Linked DNA regions of Mus musculus: region 1 is linked to region 2. Evidence: chromatin contacts called from public HiChIP or PLAC-seq data. All regions are on one chromosome and are shown on one strand. The core of a region is the stretch at or near the end of the contact, and the rest is flanking DNA. Distances in the headings are between cores, read along the strand shown. Region 1 overlaps Sipa1l1 (signal-induced proliferation-associated 1 like 1). Region 2 overlaps Gm30799 (a long non-coding RNA gene).

Region 1 (3,044 bases), core at 522-3,021, 310 kb after region 2:
ATGTCGCCTGCAGCCATTCTATCTCAAGTGGAGGACACATCTGTGTTCTGACAGAATCTCTGTTCTGAAAGGTTGTGTGATTATAGCAACCTGCGCACTGGATATAGTCTGTAGGTATTTAAAATAGCTTTTATTCTGGTGTGTGGAACATTACAGTAAGCCAGCATGACTAACCACCATGATCTTACAGTTAGTCTCCTACCTGCTAAAGAAGTGAAGTTGAAACTTTAAGGTAAAAAGAGTCTGCCTGGAAAAAACTGAAGTAAACTAACAAGTTGACTAATTAAGCAGAAGTTTGTGTTCTTTCTTGACCAGAATGAGGATTGTCTTAACTAACATGCGCATCCCCTTTCCTTAGGACGGGGAACCCAGAGTCTTGCATGTCTGCACTGGACCAGCCCCGGCCACATGTCCCCATGTCCCCACGTCCCCATGGTGTAATAGAAGACAGACATACTGACACACCTCTCATCCTTTGTCCTTTGCTTTGTCTCTCAGTGTGGCAGTCACCAGGTCCAGAGATGTACCTTCTTTTGGACCTCCCATCCCTAAAGGGGTCACCTTCCCCAAGTCAAATGTGTTCAGGGACTTCCTTTTGGCCAAAGTGATAAATGCAGAAAATGCTGCTCATAAATCAGAGAAGTTCCGGGCCATGGCGACAAGGACCCGCCAGGAATACCTGAAAGATCTGGCAGAAAAGAATGTCACCAACACACCTATTGACCCTTCTGGCAAGTTTCCATTTATTTCTCTGGCCTCCAAGAAGAAGGAAAAGTCTAAGCCTTATCCAGGAGCTGAGCTCAGTAGCATGGGGGCCATTGTGTGGGCTGTCCGGGCCAAAGACTACAACAAGGCCATGGAGTTCGACTGCCTCCTTGGGATCTCCAGCGAGTTCATCGTCCTCATTGAGCAGGAGACAAAGAGTGTGGCTTTCAATTGCTCCTGCAGAGATGTCATAGGGTGGACTTCCAGCGACACCAGCCTCAAAATCTTCTATGAGCGGGGAGAATGTGTGTCGGTGGAGAGCTTCATTAGCGGTGAAGATATCAAAGAAATTGTCAGAAGGCTGCAGGTGAGACTGCTGTAACCATGCTCACTCCTGGGGTTTCGCAGACTAAAGCCAGGGCACAGAGGCCTGGGGCAAGATTGGCTACTCTGGCAATTCCTTTGCTGATGAGTGAAGCAACACAGTTTATCTGACGTTCCTGCTTTCCATTGTTTGTTGAGGAAAAGTAGCAGCCCTGGGCGGGTGGGATGACATGTTGTCTGGGGTCTTGTGCTGGGAAGTCACCTGCACATAACCCAGTCTCACTGCCCTGGTGGCGGGTGTTCCTGTAGTTGCTGAGAAAGCTGTTTAATAAAGCTGTCAATAACCCACCATGGATTATTTTTTAAGGACCGCTGAAAGTAGAATACAGGTTCTTTTTGCTGCCAGCCTATCCCAGATTTTTCTATGTCAGGAAAGCCACTGGTCCCTGTGGAGGCAGCCAGTGTGTTGTGTTTTCCTACCAAATTAGAGACTAGGGAAGAGGACTAACCAGCCTGCCCTCCAACCAGCTACCGGATGTTCGGAATAACTAAAGGCAGCATTTTCTTTAATGCCAAGTCCACTGTTAATGATTAACTGAGTACCTCTCATTTCCTTGTCTAGTTTGTTTCAAAAGGTTGTGAATCTGTGGAAATGACTCTGCGAAGAAATGGGCTGGGGCAGCTTGGCTTCCATGTCAACTATGAGGGCATTGTGGCGGATGTAGAACCCTACGGCTACGCATGGCAAGCAGGGCTGAGGCAGGGCAGCCGCCTGGTGGAGATCTGCAAGGTAGCAGTGGCCACCCTGAGCCATGAACAGATGATCGATCTCTTGAGAACATCAGTCACAGTGAAGGTTGTCATTATCCCTCCCCATGACGACTGCACCCCACGGAGGTAGGTCTGAGTTTACGGCTGCTGGGCCACATGGGACATCTCTTAGTAAGCAGAGTAGCCAGAGAGAAATTGTCCTCTTGTGAGGCTTATGGTTCCTGCGTGGAAAGTCTCCCGCAGAATGCAGTCCAGACAAGAGCTGCAACACCCATCTTCAGCATCTCGCACCGGAGGCCTGTAAGCAGAGCACATCCATCGAGGCTGTCTGAGTGTCTGTTCCTGTGGCATCGCGCTCATGCTGTCCTCACTCCCATGTACCTCACGAATGTTCAAAGCTCAATGGTTGCTTTAATCCCTGCTGTCTGGCTCTGCTGAGCCCGACTTCCAGGCTTTTTTTCTGGCAGCATCTGTGGGGCCAGGAACGGGCTTCAGATGACTCAGTGCTGTGCTTCATGCCTGACTGCCTTCTCTAGAGGGAAGGCTGGAGCCTCCTGCCTGTTCAGCTCCTGGCAAGCCAGCAGCACTGACCAAAACTTCACGTCTTTGTTGCTTGATTGAGCCAATCTAATCAACTGTTTTTCTCCTTTAGACTTAGCAAATATTTTTGTTGGTTTTAAACAAACAAAAAAAAAAAAAAAAAAAACTTGTAGCCAGTTGTTGCTGTCATGTACCTTAAATCCCAGTACTAGGGAGCCAGAGGCAGGTGGATATCTGAGTTTGATGCCAGCCTGGTCTAATTAGTGAATTCCAGGGCAGCCAGGGCTACACAGAGAAACCCTGATTGGAAAAAATCAAATTAAAAAAGAAGAAGAGAGAAAAAAAGTTGTATATTTTTAGCCACTACTTTCTAAGAATTTGTCTTAAATTTTGTAGTTAAAGCCAAAACATAACTGGGTGATGGTGGCACACGCCTTTAATTCCAGCTCTCAGGAGTCAGAAGCAGGTGGATCTCTGTGAGTTTCAGGACAGCCTGGTCTACAAAGCAAGTTCCAGGATAGCCAGAGCTGTAAGCAGAGAAACCCTGTCTTCTTGCTAAAAAATAAAAATGCAAAATACACACAACATCTAATTAATTAACTAATAATTAATCATAAATAAATACTGATAATTAATCTAACCAAACCATAGTTCTTTTTCTCCCTAAAATGACTAGTCCTAGGTCTGAGCACTCATGGATTTAT
Region 2 (3,038 bases), core at 309-2,808:
CCAGAGAGGGAAGCCGGGCATCCTGCTTTATTACTTTTGGTCCCTTTGGGACAGATTCTCTCATTGAACCTGGAGCAATCCTCCTGTCTCTGCCTCCATGGTGCTGGCATTACAGGAGTGTGCATACTCAGCCACATGGCTTTTAAATGGACACTGAGGATTTGAACTCAGGTTTTCATGCTTACACAGCAAACGCTCACTGAGCCACCTCCCTGCTCCTCACCACCACAGTCTCTCTCCTTATTCGCTAGTTTAGCATCGTTGGGCCACTTGTTGAAAGAAACCAAGAATTCATTTATACCCAACTTCCTTTCATACAGGAGCGTGGAGGTAAACACTAGCATCCCAGAATCGCCCTTCTCTGATAAGAAGCCCTTGGTTTTATTCTGAGTGTCCCCAGCATCTTGCTGGTCATTAGCTCAAAGGCCCAGGCTGAAGCAGAGCCTAGGAAAGCCCACCCCAAAGGCTCCTTGCTAACACCTTCCAGAACCTTCTAGTAAAAACTCTTCCACTCACCTCTTGCCCCAAGTGAATAGAGCCCTGGATGTACTGCTGTAAGGGACCAGGATTAGACAAAGAACGGACTCAAATAGTATGTAAACCCAAAAACTGTTTTATTTTACAGAAGTCCAGCATGCTGGGGTCCCCCCCCCAATTACCAAGATAGAGAGACACCCCAAGTGAGCTTGCAGGCCTGATTTAAAGTACACTAGGGAATTCTGGAGTAGGTGACCTCTATGTTAATCTGTTGGGTCCATCTCTAAGGACATTCCATTATCAGGGTGTGGGGGCTGGAAACTTGCTGGGGAAGTCTGGAAACTGTTACTGAGGAAGTAGCTGACAAGTCTGGAAACTGCTGCTGACCCATCATTGTCCTTGCCTCAGGCCAGGTGGCAGGGCTGCTTCTGAGGCCTGAACTCGCCTGGGATTGCCCAGTTCTTGAAGAAAGAGATTTAGGCCTAGTCTCCTTCAATGCTAATTTGAAGCCTGTCATGGAATCAGCCTAGCCTTCTCACTGTTGTGTTCAGATTGGGCTCTTCAGTAACAGAGAACCGACCTAAATTAGATCCCTAGGTTCTTTTCTGTTTTCTGAGTGCTTAATCAGGGAAAATGCTAATAAGCTGATAGTAGATGGTGTGACCAGTCCCCTGTCTCAGCTACAGGAGGGATTGATTGGGTGAGGTAGGCCCCGGAGGGCCCTAGGTGTTGCCAGAGCCTAACTTTGGGATTCTTGGCTTAACTGCAGACCTCGTGTGTAGTTTTCCTCTCCCTTTCCCCAGCCTCCAGCAAATCAGACCTTTGTTCCCATTTCCAGGAGGGAGAGGATGTGGGAAGGACTGGAGGGATTGTCAAGCATAGCTAACCTAAGTCAGATCTCCAGGCCACAGCCGAAAGGCAGCTCTGCCATGTCCTCTATGTCCTTAACGTAAGCAAGAAGCTGGGTCTTAGCGTCCTGTTCTGAAGGTTAATGTTCTGACTCAGGGCTTAGTCATCCCTTTTCTGTGCCTCTCTGCCCCTCGTCGTTGTTTCACTCTGGTGCCATTATTTGCCCAATCCCTTGAGTAAGAGGTGACAGCCAGGGCCAGAGCAAACAGCTGGAAACTGTACCCCCTGGGGAACTGGCAGACCTGACAAAGTCAGTTGATTCCTTTCAACCTTTGACCAGCTGAAAAAGTGGAGATCACTATACCTGGCTTGAAGGTTGTTTTGTTTTGGCTGGGTGAACTGGAAATGCTTAGAACCCCCACCAACTCACCCTACCCCATCCTATCCCCATCTCCTCATGCCCCCAGCCCCCCTGCTACTGTTGTCTCTGTCCACTGTGGTTCTGGGTAGCTGTTACTACCTGTCTCCTGATTTATCAGGCTGAGAATAAGAGGGCAGGGTTGCATCTTCTTGCAGCTGGTAATTACAATGTTGGACAGAGAGGAAGGGCTCTCTCTGTTCAGAAGCATTGAGCAGATTTGAGCAAGAGCCTGAGTCACCACAGTGTGAGAGCCTTATATGTCTTGAGTCAGTGGTTCTCATATATATTTTTTTTTGTTGAGGATATATCTGAAGGGGCTGGCATCATGAAACAAGAATCAATAATAATTGTGACTTAATTTTCCTTGCTGGAGAACCATGTCTTACCTTGTGGGCAAAAATAACCACTGTGGGCCCACCACCTATTGGGAAGTCCTCCAGCACTGGGGCAGGGTGGGGAAAGTTTCTATCCTGATCTCCCACCATCGTCATACAAACATACATTCTGTGTGTAACTCATCACCAGGCTTCTTGGTTATTGGCTGGACTGCTCATCTCATGTATCACAGTACTTCAGGTTGTAACTACAGTCTGCTGGCCTGCAGCTCTCAGACAGGCCCTTCAGCTTTGCCCTGGAACCCAGGCTCTGCAGTCTCAACTTATCAACAGTCCCAATTGTCACTAACATGTAGTAACTGATAATTTTGCTAAGAAGTCAATTATTTTTTTAATTAACTTAGAAGTAACTCATAAGCATGTGTGTATTGCAAATGTACAGACTGTAGAGAAAGTTTCTCTTTTTTTGTATCAGTCAGGGTAGGACACATTGTGATACTGAAACAAGCAGCTCCAAATCTTAGTGACTTTTTGATAACAACTGTTCAACTGTTTATTGCCTTAACACACTACCTTTCAGTCTCCTTATGCCCTTGGGTATGGATATATCCATATATATGCATGTAGTGTGTGTATGTATGTGTGTGTCTAGATATACATATGACTCCAGCTCCTTGTGTACATTATTCATACTGTTCTGTGGTGGCTTATAGTGCCTTAGAAAGTGTTTACTGGCATGTATAAGTCTCCCCAACTCTTTCTAACAATTCCATGGCATTTCAATATACTTAAATTCTGGAAATCTGTATCCGTCGAGTTTTTCTAAGGAACAAAACTGATAGAATTAATTAATTAATTAATTAATACCCATATATTATTTAAGGGATTTATTAGAGAAGCTACAAGATGTGGTCTGAGGACCAACAATGTCTGTCTCCTGACAGAAAGTACCAAGA

What was found. HiChIP or PLAC-seq counts read pairs in DNA pulled down with a chosen protein or histone mark.
Region 1: an H3K27ac HiChIP or PLAC-seq map of epiblast stem cells shows a contact between it and region 2. The contact joins two enhancer-like sites. A contact is called at or near these places in 1 of 15 datasets of contacts at CTCF or cohesin (large pre-B cells), 3 of 484 Hi-C or Micro-C datasets (bone marrow-derived macrophages, cerebral cortex and embryonic stem cells), 3 of 115 datasets of contacts at active chromatin or transcription factors (SST interneurons, T-cell acute lymphoblastic leukemia and epiblast stem cells) and 1 of 9 other capture datasets (embryonic stem cells).

Annotation. Positions count from the first base shown.
Region 1 is chr12:82,395,695-82,398,738 of GRCm38.p6, forward strand. It overlaps Sipa1l1 (signal-induced proliferation-associated 1 like 1), which reads left to right. Exons shown (of 21, transcript NM_172579.3): 8 at 499-1,072; 9 at 1,652-1,926. Among named protein-coding and RNA genes, the nearest start is that of Gm30916, 5.5 kb to the left of the region's middle. Within about 2 kb of position 1,772, at least 68 of the 459 cell types and tissues checked have an H3K27ac peak or open chromatin away from gene starts, as enhancers often do. A contact at or near this core is called in epiblast stem cells, where this site is marked.
Region 2 is chr12:82,084,688-82,087,725 of GRCm38.p6, forward strand. All of the region lies in intron 3 of Gm30799 (a long non-coding RNA gene), which reads left to right. Among named protein-coding and RNA genes, the nearest start is that of Gm30799, 16 kb to the left of the region's middle. Within about 2 kb of position 1,559, at least 75 of the 459 cell types and tissues checked have an H3K27ac peak or open chromatin away from gene starts, as enhancers often do. A contact at or near this core is called in epiblast stem cells, where this site is marked.